Regions from separate parts of the Mus musculus genome. Here region 1 is linked to region 2. Evidence: chromatin contacts called from public HiChIP or PLAC-seq data. All regions are on one chromosome and are shown on one strand. The core of a region is the stretch at or near the end of the contact, and the rest is flanking DNA. Distances in the headings are between cores, read along the strand shown.

Region 1 (4,199 bases), core at 977-3,476, 48 kb after region 2:
GCTTTAATACTCTAGTCCTAGCTGCCTGGAAGCCAGTATTCTGCTAACAACCTTCAGATGAAGATGTAGAACTCTCAGCTCCTCCTGCACCATGCCTGCCTGGATGCTGCTGTGCTCCTGCCTTGATAATGGGCTGAACCTCTGAACCTATAAACCAGCTCCAATTAAATTCCTTACAAGAGTTGCCTTGGTCATGGTGCCTCTTCACAGGAGTAAAACTGTAACTAAAACAGAGGGTTTTGATGACCTCTGACAAACATGCTCTGTATATTTACCTACATTTTTTGAATTAATAAATTCAGCATCAACGGGTAGAAGTATTATCTAGATACAGTTACATATCTGTAATCCCAGTAATAAGGAGGCCGAGGCAAAAGGATTGCAGGGCCATAGTTGTCCTGAGGATTGGCGTGGTGGTACACAGCCTTTAATCCCAGTACTCCGGAGCCAGAGGCAGGAAGATCTCTGTGAGATAGCAAGTGCCAGGACTACACAGATTTTCTCCAAAAAAAGTTATCCTGGGCCTCCAAACAAACAGAAATACTACTCTCATTTTGCATATGGTGTGTGTGTCTGTGTATATCAGAACTTTGAGTTCTCACCATACCTCCCCACTTCATAAACTCTGCTATAAATTATGCTGTTGTTTTGCTATACTGGGAATTGAACCAAGGGCTTTGTGCGTGCTTGGCAAGCACTCGACCACTGATTGAAATCCCCAATCTCTCTGAGTTACTCTTGACTTTAACCTTGAAGTATCAACAATGTGTCCATTCTGAGAAGTGTACAGATAGGAGTTAGCAGCTCCAGGGCGATTTACAATCACAGGATGGGAAAATATTTCAACACTGGCAGGATTCCTTCGGATGTTTATAAGCATCCCAAGAACTATTGTTTTTCTTTTCTCGACTAAGTGAAGGGATACTTAATTGTTTAACCCCTGGGGTACTAAATGAAACTGCAGCATCACAGTGCAATACTGTAATGCAGATAGTGTCTCTTGTTGCATTCAAAGTGTATTAGCAATGACACATATGCATGCACATGCTGTAATAAGGAAACCCATTACTTCATATGCCAATTTAAAAATAAATTAGAAAGTGCATTGATATTTATAGCATAACAGCCACATCCTAGGCACTTTGACATGATTTATGTCAGAAAATTGGAACAATTGAAAGGAATTCCTTTGATCTTTGATCAAGCTTCAGATGGTATCCAAAGGAAATTATATCTTACCAGAAAACCCTTGGATTACTTAGGGCTTCACCTTCAGTTTCCAGAGTCCCTTGGAGTTCTGCCCTTGGACTGAGTGCCTGCTGAACAGATCCCTCAGATGGACCTCAGAGCTTTACCTCATCATCTCTGTCTCCTTCTGAACCAGAGAGAGATGGCTTCCTGCTTTCTCTTTAATCTCGGAGCCTTTTCTGCAGCTTAGAAGCACAGAACGCCACCTCTTAAGCCTGGCTTGGTTTGCTTTTGCCCAGCATTTCTTGTCTATTTGGAGAATATTTACAGCTCACAAGTGGGTTCTAACATTTAAGGTCTGCTAAGAGGCACAGTGTTCCAGCAACCTCCCAGGAGCATGCAGTTTACTGTTTTTTATTCCTGGTTGTCTTCTCTTCCGATCTGTTTTCTTTCTTCTTTGTCTTCACTCATCCATCCTGTTAGAGTGTTCTCTCAGCTGACCATAAGAACTTACTCTAATACCTGATTACGTACGGAGTTAAGTGTTATATGTCCCCTTCAATGTTCTGAAAGCAAATGAGACTTTTCCCCCCAATTTTATTTCTCTCTTCACAACTGATTAGTAGAAATTCCTTTTGTTCACGTGGACCTACAATCTCTTAGTTATGTTTGAACAGGAAGATTACATTGTTTGTTTAGTTTTTGTTCTGCGTCAATTACTGGACCAGCTAATGTAAAGTATTTTTCCTGTGACTGATGTATCTTCTTAGTTGGTTAGCTGCCAACAGATTTTAGTTCTGACCAAAGCAAATGTTATCTGTGTTTGCCTTCTGTTCAGAGGCTTAATGCCATGAGTGTGGTAAGATTTGCTTGTGTTTGCAGCATCGTTAGTTCTGGGAAAAGGTTTCTAAGAGCATACAGGAATCTGAAAGAGACTGAGCCCAGGGCCCATATGTCTGCCTATGTAGTGCCCAGTTGGTAGAGCTGTTTGGAAAGGAGAAGGAGGTGTGTCCTTATTGGAGGAGGAGTATCACTAGCGGTGTGGGTGTGGTCTTTGAAGTTTCAAAAGCCCAGGCCATTCCCACTTAGCACTCCCTCTGCTTTCTGCTTGTGGTTTGTTACGGAAGCTCTTACCTGCTGCCCTAGCCAACATGTCTGCTGCTTGCTGCCCTGCTGCCCTGGCGTGATGAACTCTCACCCTGTGTAACCGGTTCCTTACATTCGTTGCCTTGATCATGGTGTTTAAAACTAAGACAGAGTGCACTAGTAGAACATTTCTTTTTTTTTTTTTAATCTTCCCAAAGAGAATGGTACCCTGCACACTGTGACCTTTCGAATTCTCTATTTTAGAATTCCAGAGAGACGGTCATTCAGAGCCTACACAGCTGTTCTGTATTTTGAACCCCGGATGAAAATATTTATTCAGGCCAAAAGAGTTCAAACAAAGCATCTGTGTTATTCCCTCTACAAACCCAGGTAACATGTTTCCTTTATTTCCTTGATTTTTTTTTTAACATATAAAATTGATATAACTCCTCAGGTTGTCAAGAGGAAGGCATTGACTGATGGTAAGAGTGTCACGTTGCTCTCAGGAAAGACTGAACACTTCAGGGAACAAGCAAAGTTTGGATAAGGCTCAGTAGGAATTGGCTGTTCACTTTCACGCTTTGGTTGTGATTCTTTCCAAGAAGAGAACCCAACTGGAGGTGTTTTTGAGTTTATATAGTAGTATGTTAGAACGATTAAGCTCCATATGGTCTTGTTATATAGTAATGTTCTTCAGAATGAGATTACAAGAAAGTGATTCCATAGGATTTTTACCACTTAATAGTGACGTAAGTGTCTTAGTGTTGTAAGTACACTGTGGCTGCTGACCTAGTTCTCAGACTGTAACATACCATCCCTATCATTAAGCAATTCATGGCCTACAGTTATGCATGGTATGCATATAGGATGAGCAGATGTATAAAATACCTGATCCACTTATATTTTACTACATATATTTTTATTTTCTTTTAAAAGTTATTTTATTTTATTAGTTTATATCTGTGGATCTTTCGTCTGCATGCATGTCTATATACCACTTGTATGCAGCATTCACTGACAGCAGGATTGGGCACTGGATCCCTGGAACTGGGGTTAAAGACAGTTCTGATCTGTGGTGCGAGAAATTGAACCTCCGACCTCTGGAAGAGCAGCAATTGCTCTTACCTGTTGAGCCATTTCCCCAGCCCCTTATTTTATACACATATTTAATATAAAATTTAAGCTTGAATTTTCATAATATAGAATCAGTCTTGCCCAAATACTTATGAAGTTCCAATGGTCTTTTCTTATTTGTACTGTTTTTTTGTCTGTTGGTTTGTTTTTTCTGGGTAGCCATTGATTTGTAGAGGTTAGCACATTCCATGTGTCAGATTATACAGGTACAGAGACTAGAAATAAAAAACGAGTCTCACTTAAGGAACTTACAATTCACTAGGAGAAACAATGTTTTAATGAGGGCTAAATAGGTACCTTTTACTTATATTATTTTCTACAGTGGCTTTGTGGTTTTGTTTTGCTTTAAACCATCATGATGTTAGAGATCTGAATAAAAACTCAAATCTTCTGGTTCCATTTTCTTTTCTTTTTACCAGTCCTCATTTGGTGTTTCTCTCTATATATCAGGTTACTTTTGGTAAAACATCTTTGCTATCATGTTGTTATGGTGTCATGAAATCTCAACTGCTGGCCTGGTGCTTGAAAAACTCCTCAAAGAGATGTAAAATTAAAAATACAGATTAATTCTGTGACTTCACCAAACAACAGTGGATTTCTCAACAGCTCCAATTTGGATTTCTGTTCATTCATGTCAGGCTGTTCATTTCCTAGTAAATATCAAACAGTGTTTCATCTCCATCAATCTCAGTCTTGTGGGAGGTACCAAGGGTCTTCTGGATCTGTCAGCTGGTCTTTTCAAGTTATTCCTGTCTTAGTGAGTTTGGTTAAGAAAAATGTTCAAGCCACTG
Region 2 (3,815 bases), core at 677-3,176:
GATCAAATGGTAGTCTCCTGTCACCTCCTCTGTCTGTCTTTATGTTTGCATTCCTATCATGAAATGGTGTTAAAATGAATCTTGAAGCAGGGTTGGGGGAAATAGGCCAAACGGGGACTGCCCTGAGTATACCAGGAAGAAGAGTATGCTTAGATTTGACTGTACAAGGGTGACTGACAGAGGAGGGAGGCTTTTGGGATGGTGCCCTGTGACTCTCAGCTTCTTACTTACCTACCAGCTCCATGGACTCCCCTCCCCCACATCATCACATTAACCGGCACTGCCTGTGCATTGGGGCTACATACTGACAGCAGGAAGACTCTGCTCAGATTATTAGAGGGATTGCTTCTGTGATAATTGGATCCTTTTCTCTGGTAGATATTACAGCCTTTACTAATTACAGGCTAGTGGCTCTGGTGCACCCTCCCCTGGCCTGCCCCAGCCCCAAGTAAAGTTGCTCTGAGACAGCAGTTGGAAATGGGAATTATAAAATAAATCTGCAAGAGGCTCTTTGAGCTTTTCTTTCCCATAAAAATATGAAAATAGAATATCATTTGTGAAGTTCTATTGAAGGAAGACTTGGGAAAGATAATTTAGGTTGTTTAGCAGAGGGAGTGTGGCTATTGAAAGAGCGCCAACCATGGCAGCCACGGTTAAAAGACAAATGCAATCAGGAGAAATTACTCGGAATGTTTACGTTCACTTTCAGTCTGCAAATTAAAGCAGAGCGAGTGTTCCTTTGGGTTGCAATTCAAATTCCCGTTTCCTCCCCAGATCCCTATAAATGTAGCAGCTGAAAGAGACTTCCTCTCTTCCTACAGTGACTGCTCCACACTTCACACTTTTGCTTCTATTTTCTGAGGGCTTTATTGCCTGTTTGACACTTTGAAATCACAAAACTGTCTCCTTCAGACTCTCCACTCAAGAGTCTCTCTGACTTTGGGAAGAGTATGTGAAATACTCGCTGAGCAGAACTGAACCGCGTTAGTCTCCAAGCCAATCAGCCTTCGCCTTGGATGGGTCTGACTACATCAGAGAGGTCCAGTCACCTCTTAGCCTATCAGTCATGTCCCGCCATCATCCTTGACACAAGTTGCTTCCTCTTGGGTTTTGGTGACTTAGAATTCAGGGCTCAGTTGAGTCTACTGATGGGATTTGGTCACAGGCCAGCAGTGCAGGTGTGAGGACAAATAGAAACCTATCGTGACCCCTGCAGATGGCGACAGCTGTTAACATGGAGGGAAATGCCTGCATGTCGCAGCCTGTCTAAAGTCTGCTATCTGTCCTCAGCTCTTCCTCTTGCTTGCCTTTTTCTCACCCCGACCCCCCAATGTAGAAGACGCAATTATACCCAAGATATACAAGAGTGCAAGTGGACCACTCAAGTAAGAAGAAATGACTTTATCTTTCTGGGGCTCATGCAACTAGGGGGGAAGGGGCAGAAAAGAAAGGGGGAGGGTAAGAGCTCTCTCTTCTGATTCAGTTACAATGTCCTACTTTTCAGATGGACAGTGATGGAAACTGCCAGCAAGAGGGAAGTCTGAGGTTATAGAAATCCCACTTCTGAAAAAAAGGCCAAACCAGACACTTTCTAACAGCTTTCAAGAATCTCCCAGAAGGGCCTAGCACGGTGACACAGTCCTTTAATTCCAGAATGTGCGGGACAGAGGCAAGTGGATCTCTGTGAGTTCAAGGCCAGCCTTGTCTAAATAGTGAGTGCCAGGATACTCAGGACAATGAAGAGAGATCCTGTCTTAAACAACCACAACAGAAGCAAAACAACAACAACAGCAACAAACAATAATAGCAGCAGCAGCAGCAACAACAACATCAAAATGAGAATCTCCATGAGAAGAGCCACATAGCAGGCTGAGCTTCAGCGCTGAGAACACCAGGGGGCGAAGGCGTCTGTTGAGCTCCCACTCTGCAAGTGAGCCAGGCCGTACGCGTGGACGTAGGCGTGGGCGTGGGCCAACAGTTTCCGGTCAGACATCCACGTCTTCTGTTGTCCGCAGGTGGTGCCTGAAGACATGGACAAATATGCCTTGCTGCAGAGGGCTAAACTGCATCTGGATTTCATCCACGCGAATTCGTGAGTTTCCAGAGGGGTTGGAACGGGGTAGTTTTTGTCCACGTGCCACCACCATACTCAATTGGAAAACAAAAGCTTAATGAACTTGGTAGGACTGCTTTAAGAATGTATTTATGCTGTGTGTGAGGACTTAGCAGGGAAGTCGTAACTCTATATCTGGGGATAATAACTGAATAATTTTGATGTTCTTCAGGTAAAGCCGAGTGGAAGGATGGTCCCATGTTTATCATTTAACAAATTTAAATATTGGCCAGAAAAATTGGAACACTTATCCCCCATCCTTTCTATCCTTACTCCGACACTCTGGAAGACACTGTTAAAAAAAAAAAAAACAACAAAAAACCAAAAACAGAGTAATTCGCTTGTGTAGATTTCAACAGCAGTGGGCAGTAATCGGTACTTTTCCTTTTGTGCTGAGTCACATGTGTTTGCTGTCTAACTAGCTGTTATGCTGTCAGACTAGAGGCAAGACAAGGCAGTTGGGAGAACCAGCTGCTCTCCCAGGGGACTGGGGTTCAATTTGAAACACTCACAGGGAGACTCACAACCCTCTGTAACTCCTAACACCATGTTCTGGCCTCCTTGGGTACCAGGCATGCACTGTGATACTCCGATGTACATATACCGAAACACCTTTGCACAAAAAATTAAAAATAGAAAAGAAATATCACAGTCTGTTCCTAACCATGACAATGGACCAAAATCCCCCAAGTGCATCTTTAAAATTTGGGTTAATACAGAACTACAAATGAAAATAAAGATCTGACTGTGTTGGTATATCTTCAGCTCTTCCTATGCATAGAGGCCTGTTGTAAAGTTGAAGATGGAGACAAGAGTAAGAGATGAACTAGGATAATAATACAGACCACTTGCAACCATACACCATGATGAGCAGAGCAAAGCAAGGTCATGATCCTACTTAGATGGGTACACCACTTAAAGTATGGACAGCTTATTTCTGGAACTTTCCAGTTAATATTTTTGGAGTGATACAAAGGGTAATGAAGATCCGCAAAAAAGTAAAACCATGGGTTAGAAAAGGCTACTGCAGTTAGGTTGCAGAGGCAAGTGACTGAATTTTGTCACTTCGAGTTCGGCACAGTACAACAGTGGATGGTATGTCTGTCATTCATGCGGTGTGTTGGTGTTTAGGAATTACCTAGTAGTTTGTTATTTACTGAAAGTACCAACTGATAAGATGGATGGAGCAGGTTTTAAGGACAGGAATGGAAGTGTGTAGAGATCCAGGAGAGGGTTGTCGTATTTTGTAGGACACTCTGAGATTCTAAGGTAACAGAGGAGAATAGGCTGTGCTAAGCAGATGCATACCTGCCATGGAGAGTGGTTTTAAGCTGGAAGGATGGGCTGTCTTCTCAACTCCTTGGCTGACCTTCATCCATAGAAATAGGGGTAAAACTTTTTGCTTAATATTTGAAATAGGGTTTTGTTTTGTAACCCAGAGTGGTCTCAAACTTCAAATCCCTCTGACTTCGCCTCTCACATTCTGGGATGGCTATATGCAGTATTCTGTTTCCATACCCCAGAATCATACCCTATAATTAAGCTCGTGCTTTCTCTAATGCACTCAACAATTCTTTCCATCCTTTCTGCCTTTGACTTCAGCCCAAGCCACACGATCTCTCTTGTGACCCGCCCTCCACACGGCCTTTTAACCAGTGCTGTGCTTCAGACCCCAGCTCCTCCTAGGCCCGTGTTTTCTGAA

What was found. HiChIP or PLAC-seq counts read pairs in DNA pulled down with a chosen protein or histone mark.
Region 1: a contact with region 2 is called in an H3K27ac HiChIP or PLAC-seq map of embryonic stem cells, with 20 read pairs. The contact joins the enhancer-like site here to the promoter of Morc1 in region 2. A contact is called at or near these places in 3 of 39 promoter capture datasets (the C10 cell line and embryonic stem cells), 6 of 484 Hi-C or Micro-C datasets (embryonic stem cells and nephron progenitors), 5 of 115 datasets of contacts at active chromatin or transcription factors (embryonic fibroblasts and embryonic stem cells) and 2 of 9 other capture datasets (adipose tissue and liver).

The regions. Positions count from the first base shown.
Region 1 is chr16:48,477,290-48,481,488 of GRCm38.p6, forward strand. It overlaps Morc1 (microrchidia 1), which reads left to right. Exons shown (of 27, transcript NM_010816.1): 9 at 2,539-2,664. Among named protein-coding and RNA genes, the nearest start is that of Morc1, 48 kb to the left of the region's middle. Within about 2 kb of position 2,227, at least 12 of the 459 cell types and tissues checked have an H3K27ac peak or open chromatin away from gene starts, as enhancers often do. A contact at or near this core is called in embryonic stem cells, where this site is marked.
Region 2 is chr16:48,429,311-48,433,125 of GRCm38.p6, forward strand. Morc1 (microrchidia 1) reads left to right here and starts at 1,927. Exons shown (of 27, transcript NM_010816.1): 1 at 1,927-2,092. The coding sequence starts at 2,031.